Linked DNA regions of Mus musculus: regions 1 and 2 are each linked to region 3. A link is a contact called in public HiChIP or PLAC-seq and promoter capture Hi-C data. All regions are on one chromosome and are shown on one strand. The core of a region is the stretch at or near the end of the contact, and the rest is flanking DNA. Distances in the headings are between cores, read along the strand shown. Region 1 has its middle 72 kb from the start of Gm36597. Region 2 overlaps Gm46770 (a long non-coding RNA gene). Region 3 holds the start of Sstr4 (somatostatin receptor 4).

What was found. Promoter capture Hi-C pulls out the DNA fragments that hold promoters and counts their contacts. HiChIP or PLAC-seq counts read pairs in DNA pulled down with a chosen protein or histone mark.
Region 1: a contact with region 3 is called in an H3K27ac HiChIP or PLAC-seq map of VIP interneurons, with 2.3 times the contacts expected there. The contact joins the enhancer-like site here to the promoter of Sstr4 in region 3. A contact is called at or near these places in 6 of 39 promoter capture datasets (the 3T3-L1 cell line, 3T3-L1-derived adipocytes, cranial neural crest and 2 more), 3 of 484 Hi-C or Micro-C datasets (the AML12 cell line, the MC3T3-E1 cell line and embryonic fibroblasts), 4 of 115 datasets of contacts at active chromatin or transcription factors (VIP interneurons, extraembryonic endoderm stem cells, forebrain and 1 more) and 1 of 9 other capture datasets (adipose tissue).
Region 2: a contact with region 3 is called in a promoter capture Hi-C map of pre-B cells. The contact joins the enhancer-like site here to the promoter of Sstr4 in region 3. A contact is called at or near these places in 11 of 39 promoter capture datasets (the C10 cell line, the HPC-7 cell line, cranial neural crest and 8 more), 2 of 15 datasets of contacts at CTCF or cohesin (the NIH/3T3 cell line and pro-B cells), 17 of 484 Hi-C or Micro-C datasets (B cells, bone marrow-derived macrophages, cardiomyocytes and 11 more), 20 of 115 datasets of contacts at active chromatin or transcription factors (the 230-238 cell line, the HPC-7 cell line, PVALB interneurons and 13 more) and 4 of 9 other capture datasets (adipose tissue, embryonic stem cells, liver and 1 more).

Annotation. Positions count from the first base shown.
Region 1 is chr2:148,240,994-148,243,693 of GRCm38.p6, reverse strand. No RefSeq gene overlaps it. Among named protein-coding and RNA genes, the nearest start is that of Gm36597, 72 kb to the right of the region's middle. Within about 2 kb of position 1,278, at least 8 of the 459 cell types and tissues checked have an H3K27ac peak or open chromatin away from gene starts, as enhancers often do. A contact at or near this core is called in VIP interneurons, where this site is marked.
Region 2 is chr2:148,557,118-148,559,817 of GRCm38.p6, reverse strand. All of the region lies in intron 1 of Gm46770 (a long non-coding RNA gene), which reads left to right. Among named protein-coding and RNA genes, the nearest start is that of Gm46770, 3.7 kb to the left of the region's middle. Within about 2 kb of position 1,252, at least 3 of the 459 cell types and tissues checked have an H3K27ac peak or open chromatin away from gene starts, as enhancers often do. A contact at or near this core is called in pre-B cells and pro-B cells, where this site is marked.
Region 3 is chr2:148,394,117-148,396,816 of GRCm38.p6, reverse strand. It overlaps Sstr4 (somatostatin receptor 4), which reads right to left and starts at 1,440. Exons shown (of 1, transcript NM_009219.3): 1 at 53-1,440. The coding sequence starts at 1,346. The coding sequence ends at 189.

The sequences.
Region 1 (2,700 bases), core at 29-2,528, 150 kb after region 3:
ACTTGAGTCCTCATTAAAGCCAAGGAGAGAATGACTGACATTCCCAGGACCACTGGAATTTACCTATATGGAGGTCACTCAGGCTAGTCCTTGCCATCTCATTGGCACCTGACTCTTCTATTCTTTTTGTTTAGGAACTATATTTTTATTTTAAAATATTTTGATGTTTTTAATTGGAATAGAATTACACCACTTTCCCCTTCTCTTTCTTCCCTCTAGTCCCTTCCAGAAACCCTCCCTCAAGCCCCTCCCATGTCACCCTTACTCTCAAGTTGATAACTTCCTTTATTATATTATTATTATTATTACTAGATATGTGTGTACATCCACAAATACACGCTCACATACAACCATCTGAATGTGTTTTTGTTTGTGTGTGTATAGTTTTAAGGCTGAACACTGCACTGGACAAATAGGGATCTTATCCCTAGGAAAGCTAACTCTCCTCCCAGTAGTCAACAGTCTTTGTCTAAGGGAAGAAAATCTCCACTTCCACATTAAATGTGCATTGATATTGCCATTGTTCTGGTCTTGCTTATACAGACATTTCTAGGAGAGACTATTTCGTAACAGACTTCTTGGTATTCTAGTTTTTAAAATCTTTCTGCCCCATCTTTCCAGTTGGTCCATGAACCATAGAAGCCAACTGAGAGGAATGAGAAAGGTCAGTACAGGAGAAGGAGGGATGAGGGACAAATAGCACTGAGGTTGTTTAATAAAGCTTTAATGAATTAGATTATTTTATATTTATTTAAATTATACATAGACATGTGTGTATGTGTGTGTTTCTCTCTCTCTTTCTCTCTCTCTCTCTCTCTCTCTCTCTCTCTCTCTCTCTCTCTCTCTCTGTGTGTGTGTGTGTGTGTGTGTGTGTGTGTGTGTGTGTGTGTATTTTGGGCCACTTGAGCTGACAATGCTCCCCACAAGAACCATAGACTAACAATACCCTCAGTAACAGGCACAAGAAACCTCCTTTGAAGCAGTTGATCAGGATAGCTCAATTGACTCTCAAAACAATATAGATTAATAATGTGGCCCTTGGTTGCCACTCAGGTGCTAAGGGTGAGCTTCTGTTGCTTAAGATAAGGTACACTTTCAACACAGGACACGGAAGATTTGAGCAGGAACTGACCTGAATGCCTCTTGTCTAGCTAGCTTCCATGGTTCCAGAAAATATTATGCAAGCTGGCAAGGGGAGAAGGAATTAATGAGCCCTGTCCAGCTGCAAAGCCTATGAACTAGGACAATTATCAACAGGTCAAGTTACATATAAGGTTCATTGAATGCCGCTCACGTATTGGTGGCAACCAACAGCTGTCTAATTGGGCTTAAGAACAACGCAATAGGAGGGAAATCATGCCTGACACTGGAAACCTAGCCAGCTTTCCAGAGCTAGTGAGGAAAACTTAGAAAAGAATCTACTCTGACCACTTTACTATACCAGCATAATTTATTACTATATTCTAAATCTTATCCTTACTCATACAGATAAATGAAGCCCCCATGCCCTATCAAAGAAGCCTGTCTTTTCAGCACAGAAAACTCAAACATCACAGTTCAGAAATCAAGGGATCATGGGGATCGTGGGGAGCCTAGCTTCAATGGATATACTATATTACCCCTCCATTCTTGAAGCTGTAGTCAGTCATCTTCTTCCATGAAGCCTTCCTGGGCTACCAAATCCATAGAATTCTTTTGTCCACTACCAGCAAGAAGTAGCCAAGAAACTTTATCTTGCTTTGATAATGGCTACTTGGAGCTCAAGGTCACTCCCTGAATTGGAGGGAGGGAATGCAGTATAGGGAATGACTCAGGACACTGTTAGGAAGGGGAGGGTGGAGGGCATGCTATGCGCTGAATCTGACTTGACTCCCCTCCTCCTTTCTTTTCTCAGAAACCTCTAGAGTCCTGGAAAAAACACATACTGAACATATTTAGTGCACTACAGGAGATAGGGCATGTTTGATACAGAGAATCTGAGGTCAGAAATGTCACTGTGTACCAGGCAAGTGTAGCCCAATCCAGTTTGGGGTGAAGGAATGGTCAGGCTGTGTTTGTGCAACTTGACTGTTCTGTGGATGCCAACAGGGGAACTCATAGTAGAAAGAGGAGCAGAAAAGCTAAGGAATAACACGGGCTGGGTTCACAGTTTGAGTCCAACTGACCCTAACTTCAAAGACTCTATCAGAAATCTCTTGACTCAGACTCATATTTTTATCTGTGTGAGTCTCTTCCAGCCTGCTCATTGAAATACAAACCAAATTTTGCATTGGTTAATGGTAAAAATACCACAGGTGTCTGCACTGAGCTCACAAAGGTGTTGGAGTCTGCTGAACATTAATTCTCACATTTGGGTTCCCTGGGACCTTTGAGCAACATTGTACTTCAAGCTTGATTCTTTCCTACACAGAAAATTCTATCTATGACCATCCTTCAGAGTGTTCTTCATTACTTGATGGGCAGCTAGGCTCTAAGATCCCTCCATTCCCAACACTGAAGCTGCCTTCCCTGAGGGGCAGAGGAAAGAAAAAAGATAACTCCCTGGGAAGAAGGACAATAAAAAGGGCTGCCCCCACTTTAGCCAAGATGAATTACAGGTCTGCCAAGAATATGATCCAACTCCTTTATCAAAACAGACTCTATGCCCTGAGATTTAAGCCAGACACATTCTCTACAGGACAGCTTCTTTTGGCCAAGGGA
Region 2 (2,700 bases), core at 3-2,502, 160 kb before region 3:
TAAAAAGAAATGAACAGATCATTGTTGTGTTTCCCTGCAGTCCAGTTGGGAGCTACATGGCTGCAGGTTTCTTGCCAACAAATACAAACAAAGTAAAATATTAATCTGTTCATCAGTAGCCATGCAATCAGGGGCTTACTTCGACCTTGGGGCTGAGTCCTGGGACTGCAGAAATAGTGTATATTCACAAGAACAAACATCTTCCCATGGGTTTCTGAGTTAATTGCAGAGTGACCTGGAATCACATGGCTCCTGTCCTTTGGACTCTGCACTGTCAAAGTTATTAAAGTTCTTGGCTGAAAAGAAGAAGTGGAAAAGGTGCTTCGTGCATTCCAGAAGCTTTGCGAGGAACCTCAGACCTCTCTCTTCTATTCTTATGCCCGTGGATGTTACTAGAGTGGTTATAGAATCCAAGCCTGGACTCTATCAGTCCCAACAAGCTAGGGCTGGCCACCTTACTCCAATATACCAATCAAAGAGATATATAATGCACCCATTTACTCCTTGGCACTTCATGACAAAATTGTGCTCTGGATTGTCTTGTGTCATATGAAGGTTGAACTTTATTCTTTTGCATTTGAACATACAGGTGTCCTAATACCATTGTTGAGATGTCTGTCTCTAATCACATCAAATGGTCTTGTCACCTCAGAAGTCCAGAGTCTCTTCCCTTGCATCTCTATCCCACTTGTCAGAATGTTCAATGGTTCAGATGCAAGAGGGTCTCACTAAGACTCAGGTTTTCTTGGCAGGGATCCCAGGTCAGTGCTGAACTTTCTGTCTGGCCTCAATCAAGGCTTTGGGGGAGATTTTGCTTCTTCATATGAACATTGATACACTTGAATCAAAGCAGTGAGTTTTCAGATGAAATGTTCTCAATGTGTGGAAATGACCTGCTTGCATGGGCATTCCAGGAGAATATTCTGGGGTTCTCTGTTCCTAATTCTCTGACTTTCTTGCCTCCTATACCATCCATTCAGGCACATTTCACTCTCTAGGGCTCCATGGAAATGTCTCATCTCCTGGTATGCCAGTTTCTGTTGACCTTGACATTTACTGACATTTTATTTCTTCCTCTGTAAAAGCAAAAAGGACTAGATTCTGTTGTCTCCAAAGATTAGCTGGTGCCTGTCATTCAGCACTAAAATATAACACTGAGTGGTTGCTTCATTTTAGGAGGCAATGAGGCTGTGCAGTTTCCTCTATGAGAGGACAGGTGTGGGTGATCCATTCACCATGGTTTCTGAGCATTGCACTGCCTCCTACTGGCATTAAGAGGTATTGTTTTTCATGTGGCAATGTAAGAGGGTACCCTGGGTGATATAATGGCCTCTCATAGGGTGATCCAGCTACATGCTTGGGATCACACCTCTTTTAAGATATCATTTTCCTAGAAAAGACTGTTTTTACTCATAAGATAGACTGATGGGCTGAATTTTGGGCAAATGGGACAATTTTAGCCTAAAAACAAGCAACAAACAACAAAGCAAATTAATTAACAGAAGCACACATAAATAATGGTTTTCCAGATAGCAGATAAGTTGAGGGAGATAGTGTATGACTTTAATCTCTTTGCTGTGTGTATGGATCTTTGTGTACTTGAGGCCAGTCTGGTCTACATAGCAAATTTCAAGCCAGTTAGGGCCATGACATCCTATCTTAAGAAAAAGAGAGGGGGGGAGAGAGGGGAGAGAGGAAGGGGGAGAGAGAGGGGAGAGAGAGGGGAGAGAGAGGGGAGAGGGAGGAGGGGAGAGGGAAGAGGAAGGAGGGGGGAGGAGGGAGGAGGGAGGAGGGAGGAGGGAGGAGGGAGGAGGGAGAGAGAGAGAATAGATATAGCAGAGAGCCGGCAAGGGAGGATAAGAAAGCCCGAGGGACAGGAAAGAAATGACCATGATGCTTCTGCCTTGAGAGTTTCCAGGTCACAGAACAAGGGGAAGGGAGTCCTGACTAGAGCTTCCTTGAGCCTCCAAATTAAATGATTGAACTGAGAGTTCAAGGAAAGCCAGATGGCTAAAATGTATAGGGCAGAACTCCCAAAAGAAGAAATCTGCATAGATAGAGAAAGCACTTCCAAAGATATGCACAGGGTCTCCTTAATATCCAGAGTTTCTTCTGAGTTTATACATTAGGAAAAAAATGCCAAAGACTCAGGAAAGAAGCCCCTGAAAGGACATGAATGAACGGGGCTATGGGTCTGCCTAGAGTAAAGATTCATCCCTACAGGGTTAGACCTCTTTGTTGAATTAGTAAATGTTTTGGGGGAAATATTTACCCATGTCCTTTGTTTCTGCTGCTTGGCTATAGTAATTTATATATTTCCCTCTCCTCTTGTGTATACAGATATCTTAAGATTGTGTTCAGGCCTCCACATGCACCAATGTGCATGGACTTACTCTACACACTAACACACACACTCAAAGACATATACATAAATACACACAAAAAGAGAAATTGAGAACAAATAATGGAAAAGTCTCCATTCTTGGGTCAAAAGAAAACCTTCTATTCATGAATGGGTGTTAATATTAAGATGTCAATTCCTCCCAATGTAATAGATTTAACTCAATATCTATAAGTATAGCAATGACATTTTTATTATAGAAGTTACAGAATTCCATTCAAACCTTCATATTCACTTCTATGGATTCCAAGTAGCCAGAAGAATCTTGAAAAAGAGAAACAAGGTTGGAAATCTTCCTG
Region 3 (2,700 bases), core at 191-2,690:
TGGAGGTGTCCTTGGAGCCAGTCCTAGGAGAGGGAGGGACTAGCAGGAGTCCTGAGGCTCCTGGGGACAGCACACAGGCTGCTGAAAGGGCCTGGCTTAGTGAAAACAGGAGTTGTTCTTGAAGTTGCTGGCTTGAGAGAGTGGCGCAGACCCGTTTGCAGGCGAGGTGAGGGAGGGTAAAATGGTTTTCAGAAAGTAGTGGTCTTGGTGAAAGGGACTTGCTTGCAGCCAGGTTCTGCTTGCACGGGCTCCTGCTGGCAGGGCAGAGGAGGGCATATGCATCCTGCACCCCCTCTGCTTTTGAGAGCAGTGGCATAGTAGTCCAGGGGCTCTTCCTCAGCACCTCCAGTTGTTTCCAGGAGACAGCAGCGCAGGCACAGAACCCGCTGGAAAGAGCGCCGGAAGTTGTCAGAGAGGAAGCCATAGAGAATGGGATTGGCACAGCTGTTGGCATAGCTCAGGATGAGGGACACATGGTTGACAGTGGCATCGAGGCTGGTGACAAACAGGTTCAGAAGCTGCACCACATAGAAAGGCATCCAGCATAGCACAAAGACGGTCACCACCATTAGCACGAGCCTAGTGATCTTCTTCTCTGAGCGCCTCCGTTGTTGCCAGCCAGCCCGCAGGGCCACAGCGCGCATCTTGCCCACAATAAGCAGGTAGCATAATCCGATGGCCAGAACCGGGAGTAGGAAGCCCAACAAAAAAGTATAGATCACAAAGACCGCAGACCAGGCCGGGTGAGGCCAGTGCAGGTTGCAAGCCACGGCCTCGCCCCCACGAGCTGGCCTGGTGTCAGCGAAGACTGCGATGGGCAGGGTGACCAGCAAGGATGCTAGCCACACTCCCAGGTTGATTAGCTTGGCCACGCTGGGCCGCCGGTAGGTGGCGGCGCGCAGAGGGTGCACAACAGCCACATAGCGGTCCACGCTGAGCACGGTGAGGCAGAAGACACTAGTGAACATGTTCAGGCCGTCCACGCTAAGCACTGCGCGACACAGCACCGCCCCGAACGGCCAGTGGCGCAGGGCAGCCGCCGAGGCCACGAATGGCACGCTGAGCATGAAGAGCTCATCGGCGACGGCCAGGTTGAGTAGGTAGATGTTGGTGGCTGTCTTCATCTTGGCATAGCGTAGGATCACGAAGATGACCAGGGCGTTTCCCACCAGGCCCACCAGACACACGAGCGCATAGATGCACTGGATAGTGACCATGCCCGCTGTCCCTGTGCCGTCGGACCCCATCGCATCCTCCTCCTCCTCGTCCGGAGCCCAGCTGGCGTTGATCCCAGGGGTCCAGGTGGTGTCCTCGACCCCCGGAGGCAGAGTTGCTGGCGCGTTCATGTCTCGGGGTGCCCACCCCGGGCAGCGGAATGCGGTGGAGAGCAGCGGAGCGCTGAGCCAAGGACCAAGAGGCGGGCTGGGGTCGCGCGCGCACACGCTCGGCTCAGCCGCTCCGCCTAAGAAGTGCGCGGGGGCCCGGGAGCACCCGCCAATCCCTGCGCTGCCGCGCGCCCCTCGGCCGCGGGAGCTCCATTTGCCCGGCGCGCGCCCTTCCCTTCGCGCGCCCAACCTCAGGTGCCTTTGCCCGAAGAGCTCTTGTGGGCTTTTCTTACCTGCGCCACCTCTGCCATGTTGCCAGTTTCGCCGGGCTATCAGAAACTTTACTTGGAACCCGTCCTACCGTGTGCCGCTAGATCTCGCCTCCGTCAGCTCTTCAGATCCTCTCCCCTTAGGATCCTGGTTCTCTCCGAATCGCTCGCTCACTACCTACAGTTTTCTGGGTATTAAAGTATCTGGATGGCCCCAGATTACCCCAAGCACCCAAGCACGCAGAGCCATCATCCCAGCACCTGACAGCCCTTCCCTGCTCTTTCAATGTTCAGAAAGTCCTGTATTGTCCTTTAGCTCAGTCCAGGGATGAGGGAAACTGAAAGTCTCTATGGACATTTCTGTGGATTCAAGGTCGATAAGAGGCCAGAGGTGGAGTTGGGGTCCTGGGGTGTGTGTCTTGGATCTCTCCCTCTCTTCCTGCCCGCCCGCCCTCCCTCACCCCAAACACTGGCCCTCTGAATCTTTTAAATTGAATCTGCATGGAATTAAGGTCCTCAGGAAATGGAGTGGTATTAGGAGAACTAGAGATACCTTTAACCCCAAGATAACTAACCTCAGGCAAGTGAAATGGCTCAGGGATAAAAGTGCTTGCTCTTAAGCCTGAAGACCTGAATTTTATCCCTATGATTCACAAGAAAAGAAATTTGACCTCTATTTCCCACTGTGGCATGCATGCATCTGCCTCCCATCATTCATATATATATATATATATATATATATATATATATATATATATACACATGTATATATATACATATATATATATATACACACACACACACATGAGAGAGAGAGAGAGACAGAGACAGAGAGAGAAAGAGAGAGAGACAGAGACAGAGAGAGAAAGAGAGAGAGACAGAGACAGAGAGAGAAAGAGAGAGAGACAGAGAGAGAATGCTAGTGGTGACATACGGTTTTAATCCTGGCACTTGGGAGGCAGAGGCTAGCCTGGTCTACAGAGTGAGGTAGCCAGAGCTACACAGAGAAACCCTATCTCAAAAAACAAAACAAAGAAAAAAAAATAAAAGAGAAAAAGAAAAAGAAAGTGAATCCCTGTCTCCCAGGTGCTTTGAGTAAGTGGACT